Regions from separate parts of the Cricetulus griseus genome. Here region 2 is linked to region 1. A link is a contact called in public Hi-C data. All regions are on one chromosome and are shown on one strand. The core of a region is the stretch at or near the end of the contact, and the rest is flanking DNA. Distances in the headings are between cores, read along the strand shown. Region 1 holds the start of Mark2 (serine/threonine-protein kinase MARK2). Region 2 overlaps Mark2 (serine/threonine-protein kinase MARK2).

The links. A called contact is a pair of places that touch in the nucleus more often than the background predicts.
Region 2: a Hi-C map of the CHK-Q cell line shows a contact between it and region 1, with 5 times the contacts expected there. The contact joins the enhancer-like site here to the promoter of Mark2 in region 1. A contact is called at or near these places in 5 of 8 Hi-C or Micro-C datasets (the CHK-Q cell line, the CHO-K1 cell line, fibroblasts and 1 more).

Annotation. Positions count from the first base shown.
Region 1 is chr3:52,117,518-52,123,728 of CriGri-PICRH-1.0, forward strand. It overlaps Mark2 (serine/threonine-protein kinase MARK2), which reads left to right and starts at 2,258. Exons shown (of 17, transcript XM_027408409.2): 1 at 2,258-2,392. The coding sequence starts at 2,339. The region is part of intron 5 of Spindoc (spindlin interactor and repressor of chromatin-binding protein); the gene reads left to right.
Region 2 is chr3:52,178,125-52,184,335 of CriGri-PICRH-1.0, forward strand. It overlaps Mark2 (serine/threonine-protein kinase MARK2), which reads left to right. Exons shown (of 17, transcript XM_027408409.2): 12 at 905-1,037; 13 at 1,267-1,439; 14 at 1,634-1,731; 15 at 3,203-3,460; 16 at 4,400-4,426. Among named protein-coding and RNA genes, the nearest start is that of Rcor2, 13 kb to the right of the region's middle. Within about 2 kb of position 3,602, at least 1 of the 6 cell types and tissues checked has open chromatin away from gene starts, as enhancers often do.

The DNA of each region.
Region 1 (6,211 bases), core at 1,008-3,507:
CTCTCTTGACTTGCCTTGTAGAATATTTAAAAAGGTAATTTAAGGCCAGGGATACAAATATTTAGAGGATGGAGACAGGAGGATCAGGAGTTCAATGCCACCCTTGGTTGCATATTGAGAGCAGTCTGGGCTATACTATACCTGTTTCAAAAAATAAAAAAAACTTGGCTTGCCATAGTGGTATTCACCTTTAATCCCAGCACTTGGGAAGCAGAAGCAGATAGATCTCTGAGTTCTTGGCCAACCTGGTCTACATAGTGAAACCATGTCACAAAATCAAAACCAACAGTAAAAAATAGTTATATGATTTAAAAAAAATATTTATTTGGCTGGGCAGTGGTGGCACATAGCTTTAATCCCAGCTCTCAGGAGGCAGAGGTAGGTGAATCTCTGTGAATTCAAGGCCAGCCTGGTCTACAGATAAAGTTCCAGGACAGGCTCCAAAATTACACAGAGAAACCCTGTCTTGAAAAACAAAACAAAATTTATTTGTGTGTATATATGTGTGCCTTTACAGGCTTATGTATACCACTTGCTACAGGTGATGACAGAGGTCAGAGGGCATCAGATCTTCTGGAACTGTAGTTTACAAGAGGTAGTAAACCACCTGTAGGGATCTGGGGCCCGATCCAGGTCCTCCGGGGGAAAAAGTGAGTTTTCTTAATTGATGAACCATCTCTCCAGCCTGTTATGTTTTCTTCCTTTTTTCAATTTTTAAAAACTTTTATGAGTATGCATGTTTGCCTATATGTAGGTCTGTGCAATTGTATGTCTAGTGGAGGTCATAAGAAGGTATCATACTACCTGGGACTGGAGTTATGAGCAGTTGTTAGCCACTATATGGGGTGCTGGGAACATGAATGTCAGTCCTCTGGGAGAGGAACCAGTGCTCCCTCTTGACTTCTGAACCATCTCTCCAACTCATACAAATCTATTTTAGTTACATTTTTATTTAGTGTATAGGGTAGCATGCCCATGGAAGCCAGAGGACAATGTTTTAGACTTGGTTCACTCTGTTCACTCTGTTGGTCCCCAGGATCAAACTCAGGTCCATTGAGCCATTTAGCCTGCCCTAGTTATGTGATCCCACATCCCCAAGATCACACACATAAGCATCTTCTCAGGACAGAGCTGTATCCTAAAGGTGCATGTCTATGAGCCTGTCCATTGTCAAGTTTCAAGGACCCTGACCAGGTGCCTGTCCCAGGCCTTTTGGAACAATAAAGGGACTGAATTTGAGGTTGTCTGGTGCATATCTCAAAGCCAAGATAGTCGGAAGATGGCGGATGTGCCAAGCAGGAGATAGGTAATAGGGTGACACATTTGGCAGTTGACACATGTTGATAGGAAGGTTGAATGATAAGGTAAATTTTAAGCGCTAAGGGACAAACATGCTGATGGGATGTTGCGTTAGGAACAAAAAAATACCAATCACAGGAACAGCTCATAATTGTATTTTCTAAGAAGTCAAACAACAGGTACACGTACAGGTGACACACACCTGTTCACGGTTTGAAAATAAACGAAAACTGACGGAAAGAAACGAAGGTAGGTTTCGGGTGTTGCCGGAAATGGCTGACTACAGCCCTCCGCTAAGCGCTAAGCGACGGAACGGGGGCGTGGCCCGTTTAGCACACGCGGAGACTCTTCGGGTGTTTCCGGAAACTACCGAATGCCAGCTCCAAGTGGGCGGAGAAAAGCCGGTAGGCGTGGCTGTTGGTTGGCTCTGGAGGTACGGAGAGTCTCTTCGTGGATTTCCGTAAACAGAGCCGAAGCTTGATCTTCGGAATCGAGGAGGTGCGCGCGTCCCCGGGGATTACCTTCTTCGGTAGTTTCCGGAATTCACCCATAGTCTGGGCCGAGAGGAGAAGGCTCGTCCCCCTCCCGTTCCTAGTTGTTTCGGATGTTTCCGGCTCCTGCCGGCGGAAAGAGCCGAGAGCTGGCGGTGGTGGCGGCCATGTTGGGAGCAGCAGGTCCGGCGGCGGCTGCCTGTGTGCCGGGCGCGGAGCAGTGCGGCTGAGGGCAGGGGAGGAGCGAGGCAGGCGGCCGGCTGCGGCGGCAGAGAGTAGGCGGAGCGGCGCGGCCGGGCCGAAAGGCGGCACAGCCCAGCCGGGGGTCGGGGGGGTGCGGTCCAGAGCTGCTCGGAGCCGGCGAGGCCTAGCCCGAGCGGCGCATCCCCGGGCTGGCGTGAGTGATCGCCCGGCCTCCCCGCACCCCCGGCCGGGGCCCATGCAGCGGGTGCTCCTGCTGTGAGAAGCCCCGCCCGGCCGGTCTCCAAGCCTTCCTTTTCCTCCCTTCCTCCAAGCTTCTCGGTTCCCTCCCCTGAGGTACCGGCGCCATGTCCAGCGCTCGGACCCCCCTACCCACGCTGAACGAAAGGGACACGGAGCAGGTAAGGAGCCCTTAGGGCTCCCCCAATTCTGTGGCTGGGCCCCTGCACCTTGCGGAGCCTCCTCCCTCTGCTCTCCTCGTGCTCTTACTGTCTTCTGCAAGCCTCGGCTGTCCTGTCATCTGGCCCCGGGCTCTAGTCCCGCACATCTCTCTTCCTAGTCCTGACCTGGGACCCCACCTTGTCCTGACTGAGCTACACACTCTTCTGCCAAAACGCCCCTTGTCTCTCACTACCCTCCTGCGTTCTTCCGTGCTATCTCCCTAGCTTCCCCTTCTCTTCCCTTTTCTCTCAGGGGCCTTTCTGGTCTTCCTCCACCCACGCTTAAAGCAGCCACCTTCCTGCTCCTCGAATAACACCCCGCGATTTGCGGCGGGTTGTTGCCCACCTCTTCCTCGTCTCTCTAGCCTTCTTTCCCCTCTGCCCGCACCGGCTTCCCCAGTCCCTCGGTTTTCTCCCTTAAGGGTCTTTACCCCGAGTGTGTTCTCTGTCCCTGTCTCCTTTCACTTCCCCAGCTTTTTCTATCCTCCTTTCCTGTTCCAAATTGGGCTCTCCCTGTTGCTTGCAACCCACCAGCTCCACCCTCGTCACCTTTCCAAATTGTTCGCCTACTCTTTGCTCATCACTTTCCCTTCTTTTCGGCAGGAGCTCCCTGGCTCCTGGCACTGGCATGTGTCGCTTCCGTGTTTCCCATACAGCTGTCATGCGCATAGTTTTCCCACAGGTTGCCTTTGGGGTTCCAGTCACCGCTCCCTTCAGAGTCTTTGGATCGGTCCTGTTTCTTGCCCCCATTGGGATTTGACATTTAAGTTCCTGGGCCTCCTGTCCAAATGGTCTTTCAGATTATCCCTGGGCTGTCCCTCCATTATGGGAAAGACACTGTTTCAACGTGGCTGGATTAACATAACCTGTTGCTCAGTCTTTCCCAGACTGCATCAGCTGCATCAGTCCCTGCGTTACTGCCTACTTACACTGCAACACAAATTAGGATACTGCTTGTCTCCACACCGGTGCCTGTCACTTCTCATAGTATCCTAGTATCTTCCTCCTTGTTTGCTACTTCCTGTTGCTCAACCTCCCCCCATCTTTCTTACTATATGCCTCTTAATCAGTGCTACTTTTCGTGTCCGCGTGGGTCTCCTACCCTCTTCACTGTTTATTTATACCTCTTATGCTCTGTTCATTCCCTCTTTTGGCCAGTCCTTGCCATTCCCAGGGTGCACGCTAGCTGCTTCTGCTGCAGGTCAGTCACTGGGCCCTATGCTTTCCCTTTCATCCTGGCAATCACTGCTATTTGTCTCCCAAGCGTTTTCCTTTTCTGTGTCATTCTTTCACTTCTGAGCCAAGGTGTCCACTTTCTACTTCTCTCCTTTGTTTGACTGTCACCCGTGTCCCTTGCTGCCTGCTTTTTGGACAGTCCCCTTCCTGTCATACGTTTGTGAGTGAATTTTAGTAAACACAAATTTGTGTGAAAAAAGGAGCATACTTTGCCTCCAGCCCCCTTTGTGTTTCCCTCTTGTTCCCTGGTTTTTGGTTTTTTTAGCCAGGTAGGTTAGAGCTGCTGCTGTATTTGCTTAGCATTGACTTCTTTCTTTGAAAAGACTTCTTTTACTCTTTACTGTACTTTTTGCCTTGTTATCTTCTTGCTGACTGTTACCTGGGCACTTAGGAGCTAAAAAGGCATCAGAACTGAGTTTTCTGTTGTCATGGTAGATCCATACTACCTATGGACTGTTTGCTTTTGGGGCAAAGTAGGGGTTGAGAGGGAGGGGTGGTTGATTATTTATTTCATCACTGGGCTTTGCAGCTTTTCCTGCCTCGGATACATGTCTCCGGAAATTGAGGAGCTTGGTCTGTGTTACAGTCCCTTGCTTGCCAGTTGCATCTCTTCTGGGAAACACTTTGTCTAGGCTCTTTTGAGGTTGCTCTGTACATCCCTTTTCCTCTTACCTTTGTTTTAGTAGGTAGGCCTTGCCTAACTGGAGAACTTTCCCAGATGGTTGAGTATGAGCAAGGAGGAGGCAGGGTCTTTGGGGATTTGGGCATTTGGGGATGTGTTGGCCTGCCTGTTCCCCAGAGAGGTAGAGGCTGTGGGGCATTGTGCTGGGCCGAGAGAATGGCCTCAGTGCGGTTTACTAATGTAATTGGTTACTTGCTCTTTTTCTTGTGATGTGTGTTCAGATGAGTTTCACATACTTTTGGATCATATAGTTGTGATTTGGTGCATGTACACTGATTACAGGAGAGTGATACTCAGTGACCAGTTGGCACCTGAGCCACTCTGTAATAACTTAGTCCAGAGCATAGGCTGCATTGTCACCCTGCTCCTCTTTGGCTCCATTCTTCATGAACTTAGCTGTATTGAGCCAGTTCCTGGTTCTCCATTCAAACTGTCAACTCTGAGGAAAAGAGCTAAATGCGCACCTATTACAGGTGCCTGGCTGTTTCTTTTTGTTTCTAATGCTCATGGGGATTGGATCAGGGCTATGCTCTTGATAGACAAGTGCTCTATGCTAAGTGACACCCCCCCCCCAGCCCAACCCTGTATTCTTTAGAAAAAGAAAAAGGGCAAGAGACAGCTCCTCAAGCATCCAACTTCTGTAGTGTAGACCCTGCCTGCCCCCTTAGTCCCATTGCAAATGGTAAAACCATTGTGGAAGCTCAACCATTGTAGTAGCCTCAGTTAGAAAATTAAAAGCAAGGAATTGGTTGGGCAGATCCCTCTCCACTGTCACCTTATTTAGATTTAAATTATTTAACTGGTTTTACCAAAGAACAGGTAAACTCCAGCAGACATTTCCAATCTCTTTTTCTGCCGTTTCTCCTTCTTTAAAATTGTGGTTGATAAGCTGTTTCCAGCAGCTCTTTGATCACATCTGAAACGCATACACAGAACATGTTGAAGCATAAAAATAAACCTTATGTTGTAGGAGATTGCCTGTTTGCTGTCAACTCTGCTTCTAACAGTGGAAGTAGGAGATAAAAGAAAGCCAAGCTCTGTCTTGATGATTTTGGTGACACCTGATTTTAGATGTGCATTTTCACCCTAGATGGCTTTCTTTTGCAGGATTCTGACCTGGAGCTAGTAGTTTTGGGGTTTCTTAAGTCCGAGGTGAGCTTTCTGAGAGCTGCTTTTCTAAATGGCTCTGCTGGCCTGGAGGCTTGGCAGCCTTGAAAGCAATCAGCAAGATGACTGTTTGTCTTCCAGCCAGCAGCAGCCTTAATAGTCAAGTGTGGAGAAGGGTACAACTTCCAGAGTTCACCTGCCTCTGGCTAGAGCTTTCCCTAACCCCTGGGGGAAGGGACACATGACTTCAGACCTGGAAACAAGAGGGTACCTGATAGAGGGAGCCCTTTGGCACCCATCAGATGACAATGCTGCCCTAACCCTTCTAGAGAGTAGGTGGCAGAAGATATTCTCAAGGAAGACTGATGAGGAAGGCAAATCTAAGTTACAGAACCCTGTAAAAACATATCTGAAGGTTGGTGAAATGGCTTAGTGAGTAAGGGCACTTGCCACCAAGCCTGATAGCCTGAGTTGGATTCCTGAGATTCATACACTTGGTGGAAGAAGTAAGCCCACTCTTTTTTTTGCAAGATGTCCTCGGACTTCCATACACACATGTGCACTCTCTCTGCTTCTCTCTCTCTCTTTCACATACACTAAATAATGTAATAATTTTTTGTTTGTTTGTTTTTTTGTTTTTCGAGACAGGGTTTCTCTGTGTACCTTTGGAGCCTATCCTGGCACTCGCTCTGGAGACCAGGCTGGCCTCGAACTCACAGAGATCCGCCTGCCTCTGCCTCCTGAGTGCTGGGATT
Region 2 (6,211 bases), core at 2,352-4,851, 62 kb after region 1:
GTGGATAAGGCCCTCAGTGAAAGAGCAGGAGGTGGGACTAGGCCAGGCCTGGCCTCTGATGGGTGCATTGAGGTGGCTCGTTGTGTTGATTGAAAAGGGCTAAGGTGGTCTGGCTGGAAGTTCTGTATAGGCCCAGTATCTTTTGTTTATCTTTCTGGAAGTGTCCATCTCTAGGTTTCTGTTGTATCTATGTCTGTTTTACAGGAAGCTTCCCCAATGTATTGCCTCTTTCTGGGTCTTCTGTCTGGCTAGATATGTTTCTTTGCGCCACATGTCTGTCTTGGCTATGGATTTGGAAGCTTTATGATTGTTATTTTGCTAGTTTGGGTTTTAAGTGCCCACCTGTACTCACAGCCTCCTGCCCTGGTTGGGGGGGGGGGGGTCTCTCTTGGTTATCACTTGAACCTGTTTTAGAGATGGCCATGGCACTTGGCATGAGCCCCAGTTTCTCTGTGGGATGGGTCTCTTAGTCTGAATGTGTGTGTGTTCTTGTGCATGTGTGTGTCTCTAGGTATGCAGGCATGAGTAGCCCTCTCTGAGGAAAAGGTGACTTTCTGAGGTGTGTCTTTGGTGTGTTTGTTCCTGTCTGTATCAGAGTATGTGTGATCTGGGGCATCTGTCTATATTAGTCATATGGGATGAAGTCTCTTATGTGTTAGGGCAGGTGGAACATGTAGGATGACGTCTCTGTGTGTTAGGGCAGGTGGAACATGTAGGATGACGTCTCTGTGTGTTAGGGCAGGTGGAACATGTAGGATGACGTCTCTGTGTGTTAGGGCAGGTGGAACATGTAGGATGACGTCTCTGTGTGTTAGGGTAGGGTGGAACATGCAAATATGTCCATCTGGAGGAATCTCCTCAGGATTTTCACTCTCTTTTGAAGCCATGTTTTCTGTTCTTGTAGCTGGAAGGTGACACCATCACTTTGAAGCCCCGGCCTTCAGCTGATCTGACCAACAGTAGTGCCCCATCTCCATCCCACAAGGTTCAGCGCAGTGTCTCTGCCAACCCTAAGCAGCGACGCTCCAGCGACCAGGGTACGTGCTCTTGGGAATTGCATGTCAGAGACTGCTTTCTCCTGAACCCTCATAGGTTGAGTTACATTTCAGTCCTGGTTCGGCTCCTTCATAATAGCTTGGCCATGGGCCAGTTACTAACTTGCCCCCACTTCTGGGAAATGGGACCGTGGTGGTAAGGAAGTGGCAAGCATGTCATGGGTCTTCAGGCAGACTCCTACTCTTACACATTTCACTTTTTGCCCCATAGCCGTCCCTGCCATTCCCACCTCAAATTCCTACTCTAAGAAGACCCAGAGTAACAATGCAGAAAATAAGCGGCCTGAGGATGAGACGGGGCGGAAAGCCAGCAGCACCGCCAAAGTGCCTGCCAGCCCTCTGCCTGGCGTAGAGAGGAAGAAGACCACTCCTACCCCCTCCACAGTAAGCCATGAGCTACCACCGCTCAGCCCTGGTCTCCCTGTCTTCTGATCTTCCTTGGTGAGGCCTGGCCCTTGGCTGTACCTGAGCTTACTATAGAAAGTAGGCTACAGAGCAGCTTGGGACAGGGGCCTTCAGTGGCCCTGGGGAACATCCCTGGCTCCTGTGAGACAGTTCTTGCCCTCCCTTCCTCACAGAACAGCGTCCTCTCCACCAGCACAAACCGAAGCAGGAACTCCCCACTTTTGGACAGGGCTAGCCTTGGCCAGTCCTCTATCCAGAATGGTAAAGACAGGTGAGTACCTGGACTGCGTGCCTTGCTCTTGCGGCCATTTCTCACAGTGGGCAGTGACACCTGTCAGTGGCATCATCTTCTGCCTCTCCAGAGTGATGTCCCTGGAGTCCCGTCCTGGCCCTGTCCAGTCTAGCCATCCACCCTCCCGCACCATTGCCATCCTTCCTCCTGTCCTCTGCTCCTTGACATTTGCCAAGCATAGGGTACCAGTGAGCATCAGTCATCCTGCTTCTTGACCACACCAAGTCCAGAATTGTCCATCTGTCTAGGTACCATACGGCTTTGTGTTTGGGGCCCCGTCAGAAGACAGAGCCCAGAGTACCAATGGGGGGACTCCCCAGTGAGGGTTTTATTGTGGCCTCAGAAGCAGAGTTCCCCACCTTGCCTGCCACCTTGCTTAGTGTGTTACATTACTGGTTCCATCTCTTTTGAGCTTAATGAAAGTTTTCTCCTCAGTAACATCCTGTCCTTTGTATAAAGGGAAAATCCTTGTTCTCACATTTCCTGGGAGACCAGTGTGGCTTCCTGTCAGCTTTCCCTCATTTTTGGTTTTCTCTTCCTAGGCTGTGGCCTCCCTGGCTGCTTACTGACCTTGCCCTCCACTTCCAATGGCTTGTCCTTAGCTCTCACTGGCCTGGAGCCGCTCCCGGGGCCTGACCTGCATCTGCTGAGGCTACAGCTCTGACCCTGGCCCTGCCCTTGCTTCCTAACCCAGACTCTTACCTCACCCTTAATCCGGGCCTTTCCGCTGCTTTTGTCTCCTAGCCTAACCATGCCAGGGTCCCGGGCCTCCACGGCTTCTGCTTCTGCCGCAGTCTCTGCGGCCCGGCCCCGCCAGCACCAGAAATCCATGTCTGCCTCCGTACACCCCAACAAGGCCTCTGGGTTGCCCCCCACGGAGAGTAACTGTGAGGTGCCTCGGCCCAGGCAAGTGTGCTGGGGTAGCTAATGCACTTGTCCCCTGGCCTGTCCCACCCCTGCCCTACAGTATCTTCCTACCTAGAGGACCTGCTTCATTTTTATCATCTTAGCTACAAGAAATAGCTCTGTTGCCTACAACCAGAAAATAAGAGGACACAAATGATAATAATGCCCTTTTCCCTCTAGCCCCCTCAGAACAGGAGTGCAGGAAGCTGTCCTGAAGCTCCAGAGGGAAGATGTTTTGTTCTCCTCTGAACCTTCATAGCTTTCCTTAGGGACACTCAGCTCTTGAGGGTTCTCCTTGTCCCCTTGCAGGTCCAGGGCCAACTCTTTCCAGCCTGTGCTGCTTACGTACATGGGTCCTCCTTGTCTCCCCTCCCCAGACCATCTCACTACTGTCCTCAGTGGTCAGTCCCTCCCTTCTGTGTCCTCCGTGCGTGATGGCTGCTTTGCCCTAGCATTCCCAACCCCATCCCAGGGCCTGCATGTGCTCAGTACTGGTAGCTCCCTGTACCTGACGTGTGCCTTTGCCCCTACCTCTTTCCCATAGCACAGCCCCCCAGCGTGTCCCTGTCGCCTCCCCCTCCGCCCACAACATCAGCAGCAGTGGTGGAGCCCCAGACCGAACTAATTTCCCCCGGGGTGTGTCCAGTCGAAGCACCTTCCATGCTGGGCAGCTCCGGCAGGTGCGGGACCAGCAGAACCTGCCCTACGGTGTGACCCCAGCCTCTCCCTCTGGCCACAGCCAGGGCAGGCGGGGGGCCTCTGGAAGCATCTTCAGCAAGTTCACCTCCAAGTTTGTCCGCAGGTGAGAGGGGCTGGAGCCAGGCCTTCCCACTTAAATGGGGATGGGGGTGGGGTGGGGACAACAGAGCTGGGGCTGGTGCCTCAGCAGGACTGAGAAATAGGGTTGTTCTCAGCATCTCAGGCACCTAGACTCATCCTCTTAGGCCTTTCCCCAGCGCATCTCAGGCACCCCTCATTTGATGGCCCCAAGCAGATGGGCGATGCCGCCTCCTCTCTAGGGGAGTGTGAACTCAGATGCTAAAATAAAAGCCCCCCTCTTCTCTCCTGGGTTCCCATGGAAACTTATATTTGGTGACGCAGCTGCAAAGTCATGAGGCATGAGCCAGGCTGGGTTGAAAGATTTTCCTAGTCTATTCTTGCCCCCTTTGACCTCCTTCCCCTGTTTACCCACCCTTAGGTAGATTGTGTCTGGCTCTAGCTATGTTCTTCTGCCCCAGGGCTTCCCAGTGCAAAGCCCATAAATGAAATAGCTGCTGAGGGCTGCAGGAGCCTCTCTTGCAGTGCCAGGGTTCCAGTGCCTTCCTGGCCTAGACCCAGTTGGGAGATGTCTTCATGAGGCTTCTCTAGCCTGAGCCCCCATCACAGAGATGAGTGGCCTGAGATGGCTCAGCCATCGGATCTCCTGGGGTACTCTGTCCCTGTTCAACCCTGGAGGCTAAACTGTTCAGAACCAGGTGGGGCTTCTTGAGAGCCAGCCCGCCCATCCCTGCTGCTTGTCCTTCACCCATCCAAGCCGCCAGACACAGGGGAGGCTGCAGGGGCGAACAGACCAAGTCCAGGCCTCTAGTCTCGCTGAGCGGCTCTTCTGAACCTGAAAAGCCCACTCCCACCTGCTCACCCACATGCCGTCTTGTTGGTTTTTTGTTTTTTGTTTGTTTGTTTGATTGGGGTTTTTTTTATTTCTTTTTTTATTTTGTCTTTTTTGTTTGTTTTTTTTTAGAAATCTGTCTTTCAGGTTTGCCAGAAGGTAGGCGTTGAGCCCTCTGTGTGTGTGTGTCTGTCTGTCTGTCTGTCTTTCTGGGTCTTTGTCCTGCCTCCGTCACTAACTCCCCTGTTGGCTGATGCTTCCTGTCTTTCTGCTGACCCTGTATATGTGGACTTCCTGTCTGCTATCTTAAAGGGATGAAGACTTCTCTGGAGGGGTCTCAGCCCTAAGCTGACCTTCCTGCCCCTTCACACTGGCAGGACTTGGAATACATGTTCTCCCGAGAGGATATTTTGGGTCCCTCAGAGGAAATGGCTTTGAAAGTGAGGGCCTCCCTTGGTCAGCAGGCACATGCCCTCAGAAGAGAAGAGACCTCAGGATTCTCCCTTTAAGATTGTCTCCTGATACCCAACCAGGTTTGGGTCACATTGGGCTCCCTTTCTCGCCCTTTCCCCTGTTGTGTGCATGTGCTACAAGTAACCTCCACGGGTTTGAGGCGCATCTGGAATGATGTCTCATTTGGGGGTGTCCTGGGCTTGCTGAACCTCAGGGCTGTGACTTATTTCCCCTGTACTGTGGCATGACAGGACTTTGGAGGTACTATAGGGACATTAGGGTCCCTTGGCTAGCCTGACTCCTCCAGGCCCCAAAAGCCTTTGCCTCATAGATGTAGTACAGCGCCCCCTTCTGGTGGGTTCTGCAGAACTGACCCAGCCCACCCTGGCACAGCATCTGGGCGCTTACGCTGCTCTCCTCTGGGCTGTTTCCTCCAGATGTCGCCTGAGCCTGCCAAAGAGCCAAGAGCTGGATATTCTCAGGCAGGGGTCATTCTGCCGCCAGGCCCTGGTGGAACAGCAGGAGGTCCACACCCTGCTCCTGCATCTCCCTTCCTGGGACAGAGCCTGGCTTGTTCAGCCTGGCCATGTCCTCTGCAGGCCTAGGTACGCCAGGTACTGAGCTGCAGACTGAGGGCCAGATTGGGAGCTCTGGATTTGCTTGGCAGGTGCCTTGGCTCCCCAGATGAGGGATAGATGGGCCAGATGGGATCTTGAGACATCCCTACCCACCCACCCCACCCCAGCTCACTGCATGGCTGGCAGGGCCTGCCCCATAGGGGCCTGGAGAGAGCAGCTGGAGCCCCATCCTTTGCACACGCGGGCCCTGCTCACAGTGTGCTCCGTGGCATCTGTGTCTTGTGTCTTCTTGCTCCTTTTACATGTGCTGCTGCTGCTCTCTCCTCCTTCTTGTCCCTCCTCTCCCCTGCAGCCCCCAGAATCCCAGCTCCGGGCACTCATCTTCCTGGCAGGAGCTGGAGAAGCCGCTCAGCGGGGCCAGACCTCTTTCTCACCTCCCCAGGGCCCTGCCCAGCCCTTGCCTTGTGTGAGCAGCCAGCCTTGGCAGCCAGCAATGGGGGAGGTAGCAGCACAGTGGCCTTGCCCACTGGGCCACAGACATCTACCCCAGGTGTCTACCTAACAACTTCAGGTTTTGACACAGTGAAGGCTCCAAGAGGCTTTCACAGTCTCTCTTCCAAGACAGAGACAGAATGGCCTTTACCCCATCTTCATTCTGACACCTTGGTTATTGGCACAAAAATTGTTCCCAGCCCCCATTCCAGTAGTGATCTTGAGCCTGGCTGTGGGCTGGAAGGGAAGCTGCTGGCACTGGGCTGTGTGCTGGGTACATGTGCCTGTACAGCCACACCCTCCTCCCCCAGAGCTGAGGCTCCTTCCACCAGCACAGATCTCTGGGAATGTGGGGAGGGACAGCCCCCTGCTGGGGCTCCCTGTCAGAAAGGGGCAGTCAAGCTGCCAGTGTGAGGCACTG